Regions from separate parts of the Zea mays genome. Here all the other regions are linked to region 1. The links are chromatin contacts, called in public Hi-C maps. All regions are on one chromosome and are shown on one strand. The core of a region is the stretch at or near the end of the contact, and the rest is flanking DNA. Distances in the headings are between cores, read along the strand shown.

Region 1 (2,952 bases), core at 239-2,738:
ATAAGAGGAGAGCGATCTATAGGCCCCATATATACTTTTTGCATTCGATGATTTAAAAACTGATAATTTTTTTTGAAGAAATATGTTGATACATAAATAGCATTATCCTTATTATTTTCAATATTCTTCAAGTTCAAGGTGATACTAGTCATGCTCCCTCCACCCAGCACTGTAACTTTCCATAAAATATACTTAATTATTATTGCCCTAATCCGCCCCTTCCCACTCCACCATCTAATTGATGCCTACCATTTTTATGGGACACCACATTACCCTTGTCTTTGTTACTGTGACTGTCGTAAGACTTTTATTTGTAGATGGAGAGATGGAATAGCCGATTATATGCTATAAATAAATTAGAGGCGTGGTGACCGAAGATTTATTATTATTATTATTATCCAATGTAGATATGATCTGAATAAAATAGTTTTGAACCGTGGACGCGTCTGTTGGGTCTCTGCAGACAGCTATATACCGAAGGACCCAAAAAAAAAAGAAAACGAAACAAAAAGATAGCAGAAACGATAGGCCAAAAAGTCAACTATGGAAGCTGGTCCACGCATACGTAAACCATGGGTACGTTGCAGCTACTACGTACGTATACTATTGCTTAAGAGTTAAGAGGTTGGAGAGTAATGATGATGTGTAACTGCTGTACGTAGCAATCCCTTCGCCTTTTTGGCCCCATCCAATCAACGTCGTGGGACTAGCCATCTCAATGCAGGCTGTAGACACACTATCCGAATCTGGTTCTTTTCTGATTATTTTTTAGTTTTTTTTACCGAGTATGATGGATAAAAAGTACTCAGTAAAAAAATCGTTGCTGGTACAACATTTTTTTTGCGAGTGTTATATTTAGCAAAGTCTTCGTTGAATGTTTTTCAGGTTTTACGGATTGCTTCAGACACTCGACAAAACAACAGTTTTCGGTAATGATAGAGTTTAAAATATAAAAAATAGAAATGAGTGATCTGATGAAGAAGATAGCCCGACATCCTATCCTACTCGAGTGCAGCAAAGATCGATTATACGTAGCCGTATCATCCACCAGATTTACACGACACACATACGCGGCGAAGCTTCGCCGAGACAACATGATCAGAGAAGTAATTAAACAGATATATAATAGAGTAGAAGGAATAAATAAACAAAAAAAGGGGGGTGGGAACCGAGAGAAGAGGAAAAGCGAGATCAAAAGGTAGCTAGCGAGCGGTCCACATTTCGTCCCTGGGCTGGGTCCAGCACGTTAGCGATATATAGAGAGGTCAGTTACAGAGGAGGAGACGCCACAGCTACAGAGTCAGAAAGAAATGCCTGTGGCTGTGGACTTGTGGTGGACGCGGACGGACCTGGTGGTGTCATGTGTTGTGTGCAGCGACTCGACAGAGAGAGGCGGCGCTGTAGAAAGAAAGGGTCTTGTGTGCTGCGTCCTCCCTCTATTTAAGGGGGCCCTTGGGCGCCCTGTTTTCTTCCTCCCGCCCGATACATTTCTCGTACATCGCTCTCGCTCTCGCTCTCTCTCCTGCTGTCCACGACCGACCAAAGGCGCCGGGCACAGACTCTTCGTCGGATCCAAGAGAAGCTCGCGCCCTCCCCGACCATGGTCTCGGCGGATACCATCCGTACGGCTATCGGCGTCATCGGTGAGTCCCCTGGTCGTCCATTTCATTATTGTTGTCAACTTTGACGAACAGCATACGCCGTACGCATGCATGACGAGCATATCCTCCGGCCGATCACGCGCGGTGGCGCCTGCTGTTTTACATGTCTTTTTTTTTTGTTCCACGTTCTCCTCCTCAGTTTGCTGTTTTACTATCACCGTTGATTTTTTAAATTTTTTTAACTATTCCTCTTGTTTAAAAAATAATGAGTTATCATATTTTTTATTTATTTTATTATTTAAGGTAATTTGTTCTTAACTTAAAATTTTACATTTTTGAATTAATATTTTAAATAAGACGAGTTATCAATGTTTCGAAAAAAATCAACGGTGTCATATTTTTTTTTTTGTAAAATGGAGTAAGCTAGCTTATATGTACATCATTAACTTAATTGCGTTGGTGTTGCTGCAGGCAATGGCACCGCCCTTGTGCTCTTCCTCTCCCCGGTGTAAGAATTTATCGATTCTGCTTCTGCTTGTTATTTTTTATCTACAAATCAAAATAATAAAAAAATAATAAAAACTAGTACTACGCAATCCAGCTTTCTCCTTATAAAGAAATCAATGGATAAATTTAAAAAAAGCAGAGCATCAAACCAAGAAGAAAAACTGATGTCACGAACTTGACAGTTGACTTTTCGCGCAAACAAACAAACAAACACTACGTACTGTGCTCTGCTTATGGATACATACATGCATACTAGTAGCTCATATATGCGTACAAATGCGCCCCGCAGGCCCACCTTCGTGGGCATCTGGAAGAAGCGTGCGGTGGAGCAGTACTCGCCGATCCCGTACGTGGCGACGCTGCTGAACTGCATGATGTGGGTGCTGTACGGGCTGCCGCTGGTGCACCCGCACAGCATGCTGGTGGTGACCATCAACGGCACCGGCATGCTCATCCAGCTGACCTACGTGGCGCTCTTCATCCTCTGCTCCGCGGGGGCGGTGCGCCGCAGGGTCGTGCTCCTGTTCGCCGCCGAGGTCGCCTTCGTCGTCGCCTTGGCCGCGCTGGTGCTCACCCTGGCGCACACGCACGAGCGCAGGTCCATGCTCGTCGGCATCGTCTCCGTCTTCTTCGGCACCGGCATGTACGCTGCGCCGCTCTCGGTCATGGTACGTACGTTGTTTTCACATACATGTCGTTGATTCTTTCTCTCTATGATATGACACGAAGGTAATGTTTGTTTGTTTTCTTACTTACTTACTTACTTGGTGTCTCTGATCTGCTGTGTGTGTCTCTTTTTTTGTATATGGTTGATCAGAAATTGGTGATCCAGACAAAGAGCGTG
Region 2 (2,952 bases), core at 162-2,661, 760 kb before region 1:
CCGACGACAGAGCCGCCGCCGGCCGGCCGACAGGAGGGCGAGAGTCGTTCGTATATATATATATACGTACGTACGCGTACGTACCATGACGGAGAGCGGGGCGGCGTACATGCCGGTGCCGAAGAGGACGCAGAGGATGCCGACCACCATGGACCTGCGCTCGTGCGTGTGCGCCAGGCTGAGCACCAGCGCGGCGACGGCGCCGACGAAGCCCACCTCGGCGGCCAGCAGCAGGACCACCTTGCGCCGCGCAGCCCCCACCGAGTAGAGGAGGAAGAGCGCCACGTAGGTCAGCTGGATCGCCATGCCGGTGCCGTTGATGGTGATCACCAGCATGCTGTGCGGGTGCACCGCCGGCAGCCCGTACAGCACCCACATCATGCAGTTCAGCAGCGTCGCCACGTACGGGATCGGCGAGTACTGCTCCACCGACCCTTTCTTCCAGATGCGGATGAACGTAGGCCTGTACGTCACATGTATATATATGTGAGTGTTATATATGCATTCATACATGCCATGCATACGTCGTACGAATTGTCGAATTGTATGTATGTATGCGCACGTACTAGCTAGTACTATGATTATATTGTTGCATGTTTTTTAAAACTTATTTTTTTTTTTGTTTCTTACTGTACTGAGAGACAAAATGAATGAATTGATTCTTACACTGGGGAGAGGAAGAGCACGAGTGCAGTTCCATTGCCTGCAACAAATAGTAGACAAAAACAAAAAATTAACAGAGAGGTGAATATTTAATAACCAGCTTGACGCAAGAACGAACTCTGCAATTGAATCATACTGTAGTGAAAAAAAACATGACCAAGCTAGTATGAGAAACAAAAATGTTTAGATCTCCAGGAAACCCGGGGAATTAATAGGTTAAGGCTTCATTGACAAGGATATGAAAAAGAGCTTGTGACGAGGACATCTGGAATTCTAGACATGCATGTGCAAAGCTTGGCAAAAGGAAAAAAAGAGGTGGATAGAAACTAATAAAGGAGGAAGTGAGCGCGTGCAGGCAGGAAGGCTGGAGCATGAAAACAGCCCGGCAACCCACATGACCTGCTAGTGCCATCTACCAAAGGGAGGCAGCAAGCAACCAGCAGGCTCCAGGCTGGCCTTCTCTGCTGCATACATGTTGCAGCATGCTCTGTGCGTATATGCGCGTTCTATGCAGAGGTACGGTACGGTACGGTACAGTCCGCGCAGGTATTGACGATTACTCACCGATGACGCCGATGGCCGTGCGGATGGTGTCCGGGGAGATCATGGTCGCCGCTGGCTTGGGGAAGCTGATGGCGCGAGGGAGAAGACGATGGGAGATATGGGTAGGACGACGCTGGTGAATTATGGAACGGAGGCGGGACACAAGAGACGAGGGATGGAACGAGAATTGAATGAGCTGATGAAGCTCCTCTCTGGTTCTTGGTGAGTGATGAGCGAGTGAAGCAGGGGGGCTGCTTAAATAGAATAGAGGTGGCTGGTGGTTCCCCTCCAACGCTCTGGCCACGGCCGGCCGCGGGTATCGGGGCCCGCCCTCGCCTCCAGCTCTATCTCTATCTGACTCCCTCTCGCTATCCTGCTGTGTAATCAGCTCTCCCTCTCAAGCGTCTCCTTTTTTCGGTGTACACACTGTTCCTCTCGGTGGGTCTATCTAACATAACAGCGGGCACCCAACTCAGGGAACTAGAATGGATCGGAGCCAGCCACACCTAGCCGGCCAACTCTCTCGTGTTCCTCTTTTCCTTTTCATCTCTGTTTCTTTCTTCACTCTTGTAAGTTAGGTGCAGCATCACAGCGTTTGCACCGTGTCGGGGTTCAGTCGATCTTGTTTACACATCTCGGGAGAAGCACAATTTTCTTCGTAGCTACCAACACTAGGCACGAACGGCCTCACGTACAAAATCTCATCAGCCATGTGGACATTATTACAAGTTTGTATTTATCATCTGCAGTACAACCAACAAACAAAATACGACAGAATACATACCAAAAGCATCATCATACATTGGACATAATAACACCCTCTAGCAGATTGACAGTACTAGGGTCTTCAAAGCCTTGTAATGGTGTCTTTTAGAGGTTGTTTTGTGTAAAATTAGTCATATTTTGTAAAAGTCATTGTATTCCTTGATATTTAACAAATATTCCTTGATAAAAACCACAAGGGGAACTTGATTAGAAAAAAAAAAGGCATGGACATAAGCCCTACTCGCGATCTGTGTCAACAATCTGATGAAGACAGCTATCACATAATCTTCAGATGCCCAATCGCCCGCTCGTTCTGGCACGAGTTTGGCGGTGCCCCAACCGAACATCTGACGACCAGCAGACCTTGGGAGATTAAGCTGCCTTCGTTCCCACATCGCATATCAGCACAGGAACACCGTCATCCATTTATGTTGCTGAACCTGTGGATAAACCGGCACGCAACAGTGTTTCGAGGTGCAAAACCATCCATCCAACGACTTGGGTTCTGTTTGTTTCCTTATATGATTATATAATTCAGCTTATAAGATTATATAAGCATCTAATGACCTATTTATAGATTATTATAATTTAAGTATCTTGATTATATAATCCACCTAATAATCTATGTAGTTCGTTTGTCTATTAACTTATTTGAGCTGAATTATATAATCTAGAGGATAAACAACAGGGCCTTCATCGACAATGTGCTAAAGAGGCTCGACTTTGGGGATGCAGAATTATAGGACAAGCTAGTGAAGTTGGAGTCTGGTGTAGTTACTTCAATTCAATATAATGTAATCTTCCCTATAATCTCACCACCCAATAATGTAATCTAATCCTCCTTTCCTGTAAGATCACTGAGGCTTTGATATGCGCGATGATGAAAAATCCTCTATTCCTTGAGATGATTACTATGGACTGGAATAAGTTGAGGCCTCTTTTAATTTGCCTATGATGAAAACATTACCAATTATAGTGATG
Region 3 (2,952 bases), core at 241-2,740, 560 kb before region 1:
CTTATTTTGCAGGCGCAGAGTATGCTAGGAAAATACTCAATAATTATGGTACATGTCCAATTCTAAGTATGGTATATTGTGCTCTAATATTTTTAGGCATCATTGTTTCTGTTAAATACTATTGCCCATGGTTAAGGTTATGAGTGCATTGGTTAGTGAAAAAATAGTAGGTCCTTCATTTTGGTTGGATAATCAGTCTGAATTGCAATACTCCTAGCTTCAGATAGCACAATAGCCAACTAAGTCGATAGCACAACAACCAACTAAAGTTGGTGTGCTTTCTTTTGTAAAAAAAAATTATTTCATAGTCACCACAATAGGGTTTCCGCAAGACTTGCAAGTTGCAAGTACGAGCTCGTGTGCAAGTGCTCAGCTGTGGCTATTGTCAGTTGTAAATATTGGCGGCATATTAGGAAACAAATTATCCCTATTTGAGTTGCGCACACATTTTATGTTATTAGTGTGAATTTGTGAGATATTGAGGTTGATGATATGTATATTGTTCATTTTCATGTGATCGTTATGCACTAACAGTTATCGAATAATTTATACGCCGTCGCAACGCACGGGCACATACCTAGTATATATGAAGTAAGTGATGGATGAATTGATAAACGAAGTCACGTGCAAGGCTGAAGTCATCGGTTCGATTCTCACAGCCAAGTAGAGTGTGAATTTTGATCGAAAAATTTCTAGGCTCTCGGCTTGCGGACAACGTTGCCTGGGTGAGCCATCCCCTAATTAAATGTGGAAAAATCGATTTCCAGTGGTTCTCATTTATTGACCTGTAAAAATAATTATTTTTACTGTTTTATAGCACCGACGGTTTTAAAAAATATCAGTATAAATAGGTTCTGAACCGTCTCTAGAGTTTATCTGCGCTAGTGCAAATAAGTTCCGTCTCTAGAATATATTAGGACTGAATAAGAGGTTTAGCATAACTTTATTTTGACCATATATAAATAAGATGATGGTTTACCCTTCCGATTCTTTTTAAGTATGTTATCCTTGACTAAAAATACATATATTGCTCTCAATCGTCCACATAAAAATCCTTTTCTTCTTGCATTAAATTTCCATTCCCAGATATTTTTATGTGAATGCCCAGACACGCATCGCTTATAGAATTAATTTAATGTACGTATTCAGTTCCAACAATCACGCGGCATCTGAGATAGTGAGATTCTTCGCAGCTTCCACGCGGTGCGATATAAACGACACGGCACATGATGCGGGGGGTTGGCTTCTCGAAACTACAGTGGCTGTTCAAGCAGCCTTGCCTACCGGGAATATGGCAAGTACGCACGCCTGCATACCTAAATGACAGGCCAATCTTGGACCGCATGATGATGCTATTGCTATATATGCATGGTACTCCGATCTCTGCGTGTATCTCCTTTCAACCGTCGGTTCCACTGCACGCACTCAACTCAGGCTCTTCCACACGTCGCTTCGTCTGCCGGTGCGCGGCCTTCGACCACATCCAGCCGCCCACCTGTCGATCGCACTGTCGTCCGTCCGCCTGATTGATGGACGTACCAACAAATCGCTCGCTCTGTGCATCATACCGTGCGAGATTCCATGCGTGCCATGCCCATGCATGCCATGTGTTTGCAGGGTCCTTGTTCGCTGTCGTGCTGTAGGTAGGGTTCTCTTGCTTTCCTTAGTGCCTGCATCCATCAATCAATGGCGCCTCGGTCGCGTGAACAGTTGCTTGCCGCCGCGCCGCCGCCCACGGATGCCACTCCAAAGTCCAAACTTGGGCCGCCGGATGGCCACACGCACAGGAAAAATATATCTTCTTTCTGGTTTTTTTTGGCCGATTTGACTGTCTGTATATTCATCTCAATTTATAATTTGCAGCGATAATCAACTATGTTGATGCAATCTTGCGAAACAACTATGTTCGTCAAATCAACTATGTTGGTGTAATCATGCAATCAAACAATTAATAACTACGTTGGTGCATTCGTGCTATCAAACAATTAATCTGGCGTGTCTAATTAAAATTCTTACTATTTTATATTTAAAAGGAAAGGAAAAGAGAAGTATCCCTTCGTATGTGCGCGCGTGGAGCTTGAGAGCGGGAACAATATACGTGCATGGCTTTTCCGGCAACAGTCCATATCGCACGTATTGCGTCGATCGGGGTGCCGAAAGGAAGATCCCAACCCAAGCAATGACCGGCCGGCAGATCGATCAAGTATCTCTCACATGCATGATCCGGCAGTCAGTTGTGGTGTTGGGTCGGACTGCTGGGTGTATTGTTGTTGATAGATGACGATGAGGTCCTGTTATTTCCAGCTCACGGATTTATTATATTAATCTAGTACGGCAGTAAGGCCGGTACTTCAAGTGCATATATATGGCAGATTGCCGCAGGCGGTAGAATGGTCGGGACTAATGCGAATAATATTTTTTCCATCGAAAGATGTAGTTAGGTCTTGCCTGTCCGGTCAGGGTTATTTGTTATTATTTCGACTAGCACGTGTAAGGTGTATATGTTAAACTCATTGGTAATTAGGCATTACTTTCTAACACATTGGTTGCATCCCTGTACTTGTATGCATATATGCTTCGGATCATTTGGAAGAAATTTATTTTTGAACATAATAATATTTCCATGGAACGTTTTTTTTGGGGGGGAAAAAGATCGGTTGTTTTTCTGCCTTTGGCTCTGAAGAGTCAAGTGCTAATTAATTAAAAAGATTATTAGTTGGCACACTTTAGCTCTATGGTAATATGTATATACCTCTATCATATATAGTCTTATGCAATAAAATACGATATAATGGAATTGCCATATATTCCACGTCTATTATGCCAAGTAGCGAGGCACATATATAGCTCTATGGTAATATGTATATACCTCTATCATATATAGTCTTATGCAATAAAATACGTTATAATGGAATTGCCATATATTCCACGTCTATTATGCCAAGTAGTGAG

Evidence for each region. Hi-C and Micro-C count contacts between places; a contact is called where the count stands out from the background.
Region 2: a contact with region 1 is called in a Hi-C map of leaf, with 2.8 times the contacts expected there. The contact joins the promoter of LOC100382256 here to the promoter of LOC100273706 in region 1. A contact is called at or near these places in 4 of 25 Hi-C or Micro-C datasets (bundle sheath, ear, leaf and 1 more).
Region 3: a Hi-C map of tassel shows a contact between it and region 1, with 5 times the contacts expected there. The contact joins the enhancer-like site here to the promoter of LOC100273706 in region 1. A contact is called at or near these places in 2 of 25 Hi-C or Micro-C datasets (ear and tassel).

The regions. Positions count from the first base shown.
Region 1 is chr5:130,299,985-130,302,936 of Zm-B73-REFERENCE-NAM-5.0, forward strand. LOC100273706 reads left to right here and starts at 1,489. Exons shown (of 5, transcript NM_001148118.2): 1 at 1,489-1,643; 2 at 2,073-2,109; 3 at 2,398-2,776; 4 at 2,926-2,952. The coding sequence starts at 1,601.
Region 2 is chr5:129,543,094-129,546,045 of Zm-B73-REFERENCE-NAM-5.0, forward strand. It overlaps LOC100382256 (sugars will eventually be exported transporter4a), which reads right to left and starts at 1,412. Exons shown (of 5, transcript NM_001175008.1): 1 at 1,228-1,412; 2 at 667-703; 3 at 85-463. The coding sequence starts at 1,270.
Region 3 is chr5:129,735,606-129,738,557 of Zm-B73-REFERENCE-NAM-5.0, forward strand. No RefSeq gene overlaps it. Among protein-coding and RNA genes, the nearest start is that of LOC111589321, 35 kb to the right of the region's middle. Within about 2 kb of position 1,491, at least 13 of the 20 cell types and tissues checked have an H3K27ac peak or open chromatin away from gene starts, as enhancers often do. A contact at or near this core is called in ear and tassel, where this site is marked.